Linked DNA regions of Danio rerio: region 1 is linked to region 2. Evidence: chromatin contacts called from public Micro-C data. All regions are on one chromosome and are shown on one strand. Each heading gives the region's core, a stretch centred on a gene start, on an enhancer-like site or on the middle of the called end of the contact. The rest is flanking DNA. Distances are from core to core; before and after follow the strand shown. Region 1 overlaps jarid2b (jumonji and AT-rich interaction domain containing 2b). Region 2 overlaps jarid2b (jumonji and AT-rich interaction domain containing 2b).

The links. A called contact is a pair of places that touch in the nucleus more often than the background predicts.
Region 1: a Micro-C map of caudal fin shows a contact between it and region 2, with 2.6 times the contacts expected there. The contact joins two enhancer-like sites. A contact is called at or near these places in 2 of 18 Hi-C or Micro-C datasets (caudal fin and hematopoietic stem cells).

What each region holds. Positions count from the first base shown.
Region 1 is chr19:28,546,109-28,551,444 of GRCz12tu, forward strand. jarid2b (jumonji and AT-rich interaction domain containing 2b) reads left to right here. Exons shown (of 18, transcript NM_001202459.1): 7 at 5,308-5,336. Among named protein-coding and RNA genes, the nearest start is that of dtnbp1b, 100 kb to the right of the region's middle. Within about 2 kb of position 2,528, at least 20 of the 62 cell types and tissues checked have an H3K27ac peak or open chromatin away from gene starts, as enhancers often do. A contact at or near this core is called in caudal fin, where this site is marked.
Region 2 is chr19:28,480,876-28,486,353 of GRCz12tu, forward strand. The region is part of intron 1 of jarid2b (jumonji and AT-rich interaction domain containing 2b); the gene reads left to right. Among named protein-coding and RNA genes, the nearest start is that of jarid2b, 98 kb to the left of the region's middle. Within about 2 kb of position 4,031, at least 40 of the 62 cell types and tissues checked have an H3K27ac peak or open chromatin away from gene starts, as enhancers often do. A contact at or near this core is called in caudal fin, where this site is marked.

The DNA.
Region 1 (5,336 bases), core at 1,278-3,777, 64 kb after region 2:
CTTAATAATGTTAAATTGTTGCTTACTAAATCTAAAGGGCTATTCCGATGCTTTTGACTGGGACACAGAACCAATTACGGTACTTGAATTCCTAAGTGTAAATCTCTTACTGTCAACTTGTGGCACTAAAACCAGGACTTTCTGCATTTTTTATATAACGTCTTCATTTCTAGTTCGTTCAACAATTACAATTATTAATTCAAATACAGATATTGGTCTTCCTGTCTTTTCCAAAAAAAAAAAAAAAAACGCAACATTGTTGCATATAAACAGGATTTTTTTTTTTTTTTTTTTGCGCTGCCTTAGTGTTTTGTCCATGTAATCAAAATGACCTTTCTTATGTGTATGAGAAGTATAGGTCCAATGTATTTTAGCACTCATGTTGTAGCAGTAGTACCTAAAAGTGGTGGTTTAATGACTGATGCCATGTTAAACCCTTGAGTCGGATAAAGCCTGTTATTATACTGACACACGCACATAAACACTTTACCACTCGTCTTTTATACTTAAAACAATAAACAGGGATGATAAATGTGGCATAGTCTGCAAAACTATGACAATCTACAAGACAGCTGTTGACCTCTCCCTCTCTCGCTCTTTTTCTTTTTATTGTCTCTCTTTTTAAAGCCAATTTTCATGTGTTAAAGAGCCATGACATGAGCATAACCGATTACACATGCTTTGAATGTTTATCATGCTGCTTTCTATTTTTTGTATCGAGCAACTCTGGAAATTGATCGCATTTAGTAACACACTATAGGTGTACAGTATCTTCCTCCATCAGTGGGAATATATAAAGTATATCGATGGAATAATTTTGAGAGATAAAAAGGCAGTGGGAGAAGGGATTTATTATTTTTATTGTGGACTTTATGTATTTATTTTGGCTTTAGAGTGTTTGGCTTTACTTGATCTGTGAACTAGAGTGTTCTCTTGCTGCTAACAGCAGGTGCAGAACAGGTTCAGCAGCATTTTTATTAAACTGATTTGTGTGTTAATTGTTAGAGTGAGTTACAGCTGTATTTATTTATTTCATTTTATCCATGGCAGTTACATTAAGGAGTCTTTTTGATTTTTTTTTTTTTTTTTGTCTTTTTCTTTTTCTTTGAAGATTTCCTGTTCTTTTAACTGCTAGATATTTGGCTGTGGTGTTTGGAGTTTGTCTCCAAAGACAGCAGAAATTTTAGATGTGTTTTTTTTTTCATAGAAATATGTTACTATAAAGTGTAAAATGGTAATGAAGTTGAATTAAATGGATGGTTTACCAAAAAAATGAAGATTTAGTCACTATTTACTCAAACTCAATTGGTTCCAAACCTTTTTTTTAACACTTTATAAGTCAATGGTTGCAGGTTTTCAGCTATCTTTTAAGCTAATTTTGTGTAGAAGAAACATAAAAAAATTAAATAAAATGGTTTGAAACAATTTTGTAAATAATGACAGAATTTTAGTTTTGGTTGAACTATTGCTACATGTATATAACATATGTGCCTAATCTGTAGAGACCATCCAAACTGATTTTTTTTTCCCCAATCAAAAATAGTTTATTTAAATTTTGAATTTAATAAAATTTTTTTAGCTTTCTTTATTGATTTTAGCCGTTTTTACAATGCACAAAATTTTTTTTTCCATTTATGTTTTCATTTACAGTTTTCATTTGCATTTTCGTTGTTGATTGGATTTTACGATCTCATTTTATGTTAATTAATTTTTTTAATTAAATTTTTTATGTAAATTATAATTATTGCACACAAATAATAAATGAATAATTAAATAGTCCTAAAAAAATGTATTTAAAGACATTACCAGCAAAACACGGAGAAACACAGTGCATGGTCTAAAGGGCTCTTAAGTTGAATGCTACTTCATCAAAAGCCTAAAAATAAATTGATCTACCTCAAGCAGATCACCTAAATTATAATAAAAATAATCTATACATATACACACACGTATATACACTTATACATATAAATAAATGCATGTAAATACACATACAATATAAAGGTACATCATATAACTACAATGGTAAATTAATAGCTGGTAATACAAGGTATACAGAGATAAGATTTGCATCAGCTTACTTCAGGAAACCTTCAAAGGGATTCCAAATTTTGGAAAACTTTTCAGGTTTTCTCTTGACCAAATAAGTTAATTTTTCTAAAGCCAAACAATAAAACAATTCCCGCAACCATTGTCCAATTTTTTCCACAAACGAGCTATTATAAGTTTTCCATGTAACAAACAAAGTTAACAGTGTCTTTTCTGAACTAGTGAAAGTGCTTGTAATAGGACAAATATTTAGAATACACAGCTTTGGACATGTGGGTATATTCTGTTTTAATACTATGGATAGATAAAAAGTTTAGAAATTCCTCCTAAACATGTTCAACCAAAGGACACTTCTGAAACTTCATAGTCTGAACGGATAGATTAAAATGTAGTGTGTATGTGTGTGGTGTGGGCTACAGCGCTGCAGATGTTCTCAGTTAAATCTTGTGCTGTGCTGCATCTGGCCTATAGCAACACATGATGTCATCTGTCCTCCCTCATGCTCACATGAGTCCAAGATCTACTTCAAAAAGCTGGCCTGGCCTCTTGTCTGTGTGGGTTCTCCTGTTATTGTTCCTGGCTGTTAAACGGGTTTAATTGCACATCTCTAGCCAGCCAACCTTTAACTATTCCATCCTTCCTTCCATTCTCTTTCCTTGTTTTCTTCCCTGTTTCCTCCAGCCTGCTCTTCGTTTCCCCTTCAGGGGGTTGCCCACTGGGGACAGTCCATTGACCTGTATTCTCTTGCTTGCGTGGTTTCTTCCTCACTTTCTCTCTTCCACCTTTTCAGACAGTCTAAATAATAGCTGGCAGCATGTGGCAGGGCTCATTTGCCCCCTCAGGCAGAGTTCTGGGCTCAGTGAGCCCTCTAGTGGTCATGATGCTCAATACACACAAAGCCAGACGCGGGACAAGCTCTGCTCAGCATCCAGCGTTATGCTGAGTGGGATTATCATTACCATCACATTCTGCACTCTCAGAGCCCTGCAGATGGGATAAGGCGTGCCATAGACCACTGACGTGTTATTTCAAAAGAGGGCGGGTATGATGACGGGGGTGCTTCATAGACATGGCCGCAGCTGACATCATGCTACATTTGCTTACTCTACCTGCAGAGAGCATCCATCATGCCTGCCTCTGGGGCTGGAGTCTGTCGCTTTCTTTTATATTCTCCCCCTCTCCCTCCTGCAGTTCTTTTTTTCCTGCTGCCGACAAGAGGAAACGATTGATGAAGGAGGTCACATTTCAGTCCCCCTTATCTTTTAATAGCCTCTCTTTGTTGTGCGGCTGCACCTGATTGGAATACAATACAGCCGATGTCTTACTTCAAAGACACTCAGCAATCTCCTCGCCTGTCCGACAGCAAACCTCTGGCTCCGAGATCAGCACAGTCTGGACACCGTTCCCACAACAGAGACTCTCGTTAAGGGTGTTCAGTGACTTTAAAGAGAGGAAAATGAGGGAGGGTGTGGCTCCACATCTAATGGCCTATTCAAAAGTGTGAAGTTATCAAAATGGGCCACATCAAGTAGTCAAATGGAACAATTAAATGGCTTCTTTGCTATCAGGTGGAAAATTCACACTGTGAGACAAGGAATAGTGTAAAAAAATAACAAGAAAACACAAACCTAAAAATCTTGCCAGTGTAATGCAGAAAGAACAAGCCTTTTTGCTAGATTTAAAACCAGAGTCTCAAATTGGTACTTGCCCAATAATATATTTACCACGAATATGCAAGAATGGTTTTCATATCCGACTGCATCATTATAAATTAAATAGACAGTTCACCCAAAAATTCAAATTGAGTCATTATTTACAGCCCCTTCACTTGTAGCAAACCTGTTAGAAATTCTTTCTTCTGTCGAAGACCAAAGACATTATTTTGAAGAAGGCTTGAAACCCTTAACTATGGACTTCCATAGTGTTTTTTTACTATGAATGTCAATGATTACAGCTTTATTCAAAATATTGGTTGCATCCGAAACCGTCTACCACTCAGTAGGTACTGCATTTGATTTAAATGTACTACTTGGTCTTTAGAAAAGTTTGTTCTATGTCGTATGAATGTGAAAAGGAACTCGGACATACTGTATCCACCATTTTGTCATAATTACATGACCTACCTGTGTGAATTGCCTCCTTTGACTCACATTCATGAATTCTCTCATGGGGAATAATGGGATAGTACAGCGTGCATCAGATGCACTCTTCAGAATTGGCCAGAAGTAGTAAGTCATCCAAGTATTTCTCGCATACTGTTTTTTTTTTTTTTTTTAAATCTATGAATTCGGACATACTGCTCTACTCATAAACTGTTTTTAGCATACTATATAGTATGTAAGTATGTGATTACGGGTGCAGCCGTTGTCTTTTGTTTTCAACAGAAGAAAGTAACACAAACGTTTGGAACCACTCAAGGGAGAGTAAATAGTGAATAAATATTCCTTTTTTTTTTTTTTTTTGGTGAACTATGCCTTTGAAGGTTTGTTGACGAATTAAAGCCAAATTTCAGGACTGTTCCTTCCTATCCAGTGAGATATCTCTGATGTCAGGAAGCACATAGTGTTTATTTCACCTAGAGTTTTAGCCCACTAAAACCCTCCGGCTGCATCATCTTTTCTTGGCTCTATAAGAAAACACACATAGGAAATCAAATCCTTTCTGCCTTGCCAGAAGAACAGAGCCAAACAAAACAATGTGAAGAGAGAAGTCGAGGCTGACTATGTTTGTAGACTGGCATAGTCGAATTCCCATGGCGGCTGTTAAACAATGAGAGGCCGGGCGTAACCCAAGCTGCATCTGCTCTGCTGTGAAGTATATTGGGGGCCTCAGATCAGCTGAAAGCACGGCTTCTTTTATTTGAGGCATTAAAGCCAAATTTGAAGAACTTTAGTTTTCTGTACTGAATAAAGCAGCCGATGAATTGATGCTTAAATAGGATTTTATGATTAAACTACACTTCTAAGGATTTTTCGCAGCTGTTGGCACTGAATAAAAAACATCGTTCTTTTTCTTCATCAATCTAGTACACTTCCCCTCCCTATTTCTTCCCTGCTGTTCTCTCTGGTTTGGGGTTTTTGGAGCTCTGTTGTGGTCTGTATTATTGTGTGAGTGGAGACATGAACTGTGACTGTCTTGGTATGCAAATAAAGGTTAGGAACTTATTCTTTTCAGTCAGGATTTGAAAATTCTCACAGATTCCATTGATTTACTTTATGTAGCATTATGATAACAATCGTTTTTCTCTGTTCACTTTAGGTCTCGAAAGTAAATGGACTCACAAGGGC
Region 2 (5,478 bases), core at 2,781-5,280:
CTAAGGGAGAGATTGTATTATATTTGAGGTAAGGATTTTATTTTTACAGTTATTCCTGCAATCTTACAACAGTGGATTGTTACAGAAGCTGTATGTTTGTGGTTGTTACACATTCAAAGGACTTTAGTGTGCTTGGCAGATTGTTGCCTTGCTTTTTGACAAGATGCATATTTTAAATTGCATTTAAAATAACTGTTGTTAAATCTTTTCCAGTACTTTGTTGCAGCTGGAAGGGCATCCGCTGCGTAAAACATGCTGGATAAGTTGGCAACTCATTCTGCTGTGGTGACCCTTGATGAATAAAGAGACTAAGCAGAAGGAAAATGAATGAATAACCGTTGTTAATATATTAAAACTAGTCATTGGAGGTAAACAAATCTGTGTTATGTGCATTCTCATGCGTGCACATGCTGCAAGATTCGGACGCCTCATGGACTGCAAATGCTACTGGGCAACCTGTCTGCAGGGGATGTTGCTCAAACGATTGCAATAAAAAAATCTCAGGTTGTACAGGAAATTCGTGGTTACTGAAGAGAGGATCTGTGTACATTTAACCTCTGGTTGCTCTCTAAACATTTCAAAAAGAAACTTCATTTACCTAGAGCAAGTGATGTCATGTGTCTTGTATCTCATTGACTTGCATCCTCATTGCGTATAACCTCATTGGAATTCTGTTAGTTTGCCAGGAGCCCTAAGTCCCACTCGGGCCATCTTTGTGATGGGTGTGTGTATGCATGAGTGTGTGTGAATGAGAGACATTTCTCCTCGCTCTGTCACACACCCATGTGCTCCTAGTGCTCATTAATGAGGCTCCAAGCTCCTTCGGGATAGAGCAGAGGGGGTTTCGGGAGGCAGGGTGAGTGTTCGTATGTGTGCCATGGGTAAGTGGCAGCTCTTAGCTTGTGCCAGCACTCAGTGTCTCGTCACATCTGAGTACCGGTGCTGCCAGCCAGCTCTGCCAGTCTATAAATGAGCCTAGCATTTTCTCGGTAACTGCCAGGAGAAGCTTTCTAATGCTTGTTTTTGTGACCAATTTTGTTTGACAGAAATGAGTTTGTGTGTGTGGGGTTGTGTATTGTGAACAGATTTGCTTTCCGTATTTATTATTCTTTTCGGGTTCTGTTTTGAAAGGTTTGAACCAAAAAATAAGGAAGAAGAAAACTTTCTGATATTTTACCCTCCTTCTTGTCATCTAAGATGTTCATTTCTTTCTTCAGACATAAAGAAATTGTGTTTTTTGTGAAAAACATTTCAGGAATTTTCTCAATAATAGTGGACTTCCATGGTACCTGTGTTTTTTGGAGTGTCTTGTGTCTTACCAAGCAAAACAACTGGCCATTTCCTAAACTTCACTATATTGAAAAAAATCCTGAAATGCTTTCCTCATAAACAATAACTGAAAAAAAGAACAAAATTTGCATTTTAGGTGGCAAAGGTGCAAGTAAATTATGAATTATTTTGTTCTGGAAGTGAACTACTCCCAATCCCTTTAACATATTGAATTCTTGTCACTGTGAAGGTAACATAAAAGTGTACACAAAGAGTGACCTTCAAATCCTTTTGAATGCATTGCTCAGTTAGCTAGCTTTGAACATGTTGGCAGTTTAAGTTAACTTTGTATTTCTTGCGCAGCATGATCTTTCAAACTGTTGCTCTGTCTAGATGGTAGACATTTTAGGACACATTTTATGTGAATTCCCTCTATTGACCTTATTCTTCAATGAATAAGTGCGCTCGTTTTTGAGATTGTTTTAGAAATTTTGATTGAGCTTCCTATGAGAGAAATGACTAGGAATAATAAACAGCTTAAAACAAAAAACAAAACAAAAAATGTCAGTGGCGAGGCAGTGGCGCAGTAGGTAGTGCTGTCGCCTCACAGCAAGAAGGTCGCTGGGTCGCTGGTTCGAACCTCGGCTCAGTTGGTGTTTCTGTGTGGAGTTTGCATGGGTTTCCTCCGGGTACTCCAGTTTCCCCCACAGTCCAAAGACATGCGGTACAGGTGAATTGGGTTGGCTAAATTTTCCGTAGTGTATGAGTGTGTGTGTGTGTGTGTGTGTGTGTGTGTGAATGTGTTTGTATGATGTGTGTGTCCCAGAGATGGGTTGCAGCTGGAAGGGCATCCACTGCGTAAAATCTTGCTGGATAAGTTGGCGGTTCATTCCGCTGTAGCAACCCCGGATTAATAAAGGGACTAAGCCGACAAGAAAATGGATGAATGAATGAATGAATGAAAATGTCAGTTTGCAACATCAAGCAGCACAACAAGCTGCTTTTAATGTCTAAAAATGAATGAAAGTGAATAAGACCTGAAGTCTCGAACCAAAAAGATTTAAATGGCTGGTGAATAGCAGTAGCAGCCCCTGGTTTCTTTTCCATAAATATGTACTTGTGTAAATTAGGGCTGCACGATATTGAAAAAAATTAACATTGCGATATTTTTTTTCTATGCGATATATATTGCGATTATATATAATAGAGATATAATGTCACAAGATGACTTCAACAACTCTTTAGAGACTTTAGATTGATTTGGATGATTTTATAGGGGAGTGAAATATAAATGTATTTTTATGTAATGTATTATAAACATATAATAAACAAAATACACATAAATAAACACAATGGAGCAAATATTCAAGAGAAATAAACAGTGATTTATGATTTTCTGCCCAGAATCTAACAGTATTCGGTTACAGAAAATGAATAATCAAGTGTATAAATTGTTTAATGAAATTAATCTTTATTAAACTTTTTTTGTACTCTATTAAAATGCTTAAAATTCAATATAATGCCATCAGTCTATAGAAATTTTCTAGTATTTCTCTGTTGCAATTGGGATATCACCATAATTAACCCCGAAAAGCCAAAGCAAATCTATCAATATCTTACCAGATTACTGTTGTGTTTGCCATAAGGAAAAAAGATAAACTCTTTCTAAAACTTTCTTTCTGTTTACTGAACTAGTCTGTAGTAGCAAAAACAGAAAAATCCCATCTTACACTCAATAAAATACAATTACTATTGATTAAATACAGCACTACAACAAACAAAAGAGAGAGATCGACTTAGAATGTGATTTACTAGTTTTATAATGATTTATATTATAAATATTTACAATAGGCACTATCCTTTTAAATAAACAACTACATTCTCACCTAAAAAAAGCCTTAAAAGTGCATTCTGCAATATTTGGTGAGTTGCAAAACTGTGGTGAGTTGATTGATCTGCTGTCACTCTATGTAGGCGGAGTACTACAGAAAGGTGAGGAAGCTATAGGTGTTCTGATATTGCAGAATATCGCACTGCTATCAGCCAATCAGATTTGAAAACCAGACAGAACTTTTGTATAAAGTATATTATATATTAGTTTTATTATAACTAAATAAGGTTCTTATCATACACCTTTTTTAATGTTAACTTGTCTGTTTTACAGGTGAAGTGTAAAATGACACTATACAGTACAATCATTTTCAGTTGACTATAATGTAATGCTCAAGACAAAAAGTGAATTGGCAGTTTTCCAGATGCTCAGCTGTGCAACTGTTTATATATGTGCAGTTAGCTATACTGCACTGGCTCCTGGAAGCCTTGTGTTAGATTGCACATCAATTGATTCAACAGAATGCAAGCTAACACTGAATATCTAAATATCTGCACAGCCTCTGTGACTTGGTGTTCGTTTTAATGCTGGGGGCCGAAATATTCTTCTGATCGTTGTTTTCATTGCAGACTAGTGATCCGTACTGTGCTTCTACATCTCTGTTAAAGGCAGTATCCAGCTCAGCATTTTTTTTTTCAGAGCAGGAATGCTATATGTAGCGCAAGAAGGAAATAACTGTGGCGGCTTGCCAAGCTTTGAGGGAATGCGGGGACGGAGGGGAGGGTGGAAAAGAGAAAAGAAAACAAACTTGAAGGCAAAGCGTTCGCGGTCGGCTCCCAGAGTTGAGTGAGGAGTTTTTCAGACGCGAGAGGTGTGTGTGTGTGTGTGTGTGTGTACGCACTGAGCAGTAATAGTCTATTCAGAGAGCAGCACTGGCTCTGTGCCAGACCGCGAGGTGATAGCGAGCATGGGGTAATTGCTGCCTACCCAGCAGCCTGCTGGATTGTGCTCATGGGATCCAGTGACAGCATCGCGCCTCTGAGTGCTTCAGCCCACCTTGCCCGTCTGTGCGCACTCGCACACTAATATTATTGCCGTCTCTTGGCATTAGACCCTGCCGCCATGCATTAGGGGCCGTAATGTGTAGATAATTCTCAAAACTGACACTTGTATCGTTTACTAATTCTGTTGTCTGTGAGAACAGCTCTGTGGTTGCGCTGCGGCTTTGCATGCAAGCTATTTTGAGCCACGCTCTGTCTGTGTGTGTGTGTGTGCATGTCTGCAGGTGTGTGTGTGTCTCTAACGAGGTGCTCTGGTGGTTTCACACACCACACGCCCAATCAGATGCTGTCAGGCATCTGCAGCGCATCAGTGCGTAGAGCAGTCTCTAGGTGTGTGTGTTTGTTGACATGTCTGCTGGGAGATCTGATGTTCAACTGTCAGTGTCAGCCCCCGCACAGGAACCTGTGCACACACACATATGCCTTTTGTTTCCCTAGGCTCCTCCTTCTTCTTAACCCCACAGGACACATTGCCACCGTGCAAACCTTACACTTCTTGGGGCTTTCCGTCAGATTTGTTCAGATTATTGTCATTTAATTCACTGAGGTCTTGTTCAGTGTAGTAACTTAGTTAACTTTAAGTCCCCCATGTACTCACGGCAGGTCTCCATCACAATGTAGCGCTGTCTTCCTTAACAGTTCATTCACATGCAGAAGGCTTCAGCATTTAGAAAGGAAAGGTTTTTGCATTGTTGTAGCTGTCTAACTGATGCACTGCTCCGTCAGTACAGTAACTGTGAGTAACAACACTCCCCCATCTCCACGGCACAGGAATGTGTGTAGTTTTCAGTTCGCGATCTGTGCTCTGAGATGGAGGAAACAGTTATTGCCTGTGGGAAATAACTTTTTAACTGGCTCTCTGAAAGGTAACGTGAAGGATGCTAGAGGTAGCACCTCGTCTGTGGATAAACTTGGTTAAAAATGCTTAACACTGTTTCATAAAAAAAAATAAAAAAAATCATTACAAAAAATAATTTCCACAGGAAATAATCATTTAAGTTCACTTTTCCTGTGGCAAATTCTAATTCCTGTGCAGGTTTCCTGTTCCGCCGTACAATGGCAGAAAATATCTAAATATTTTATTTATTTAGATTTAGTCATTTTAGTTCTTAATTCATTTAGACATGACAGCTGAGAAAAAAGTGTGACAAAAATACATCTTAGTTCCTTTTTTCTGGTAGCTAAGTCATCAAGATTAGAAATGGGATGATAACCGGTTTCAAGAATTACCATGGTTTGGAAAGTCAAGGTTTTAAAACCACTGAAGTTTTCTCTTATATTATATTATATTATATTATATTATATTATATTATATTA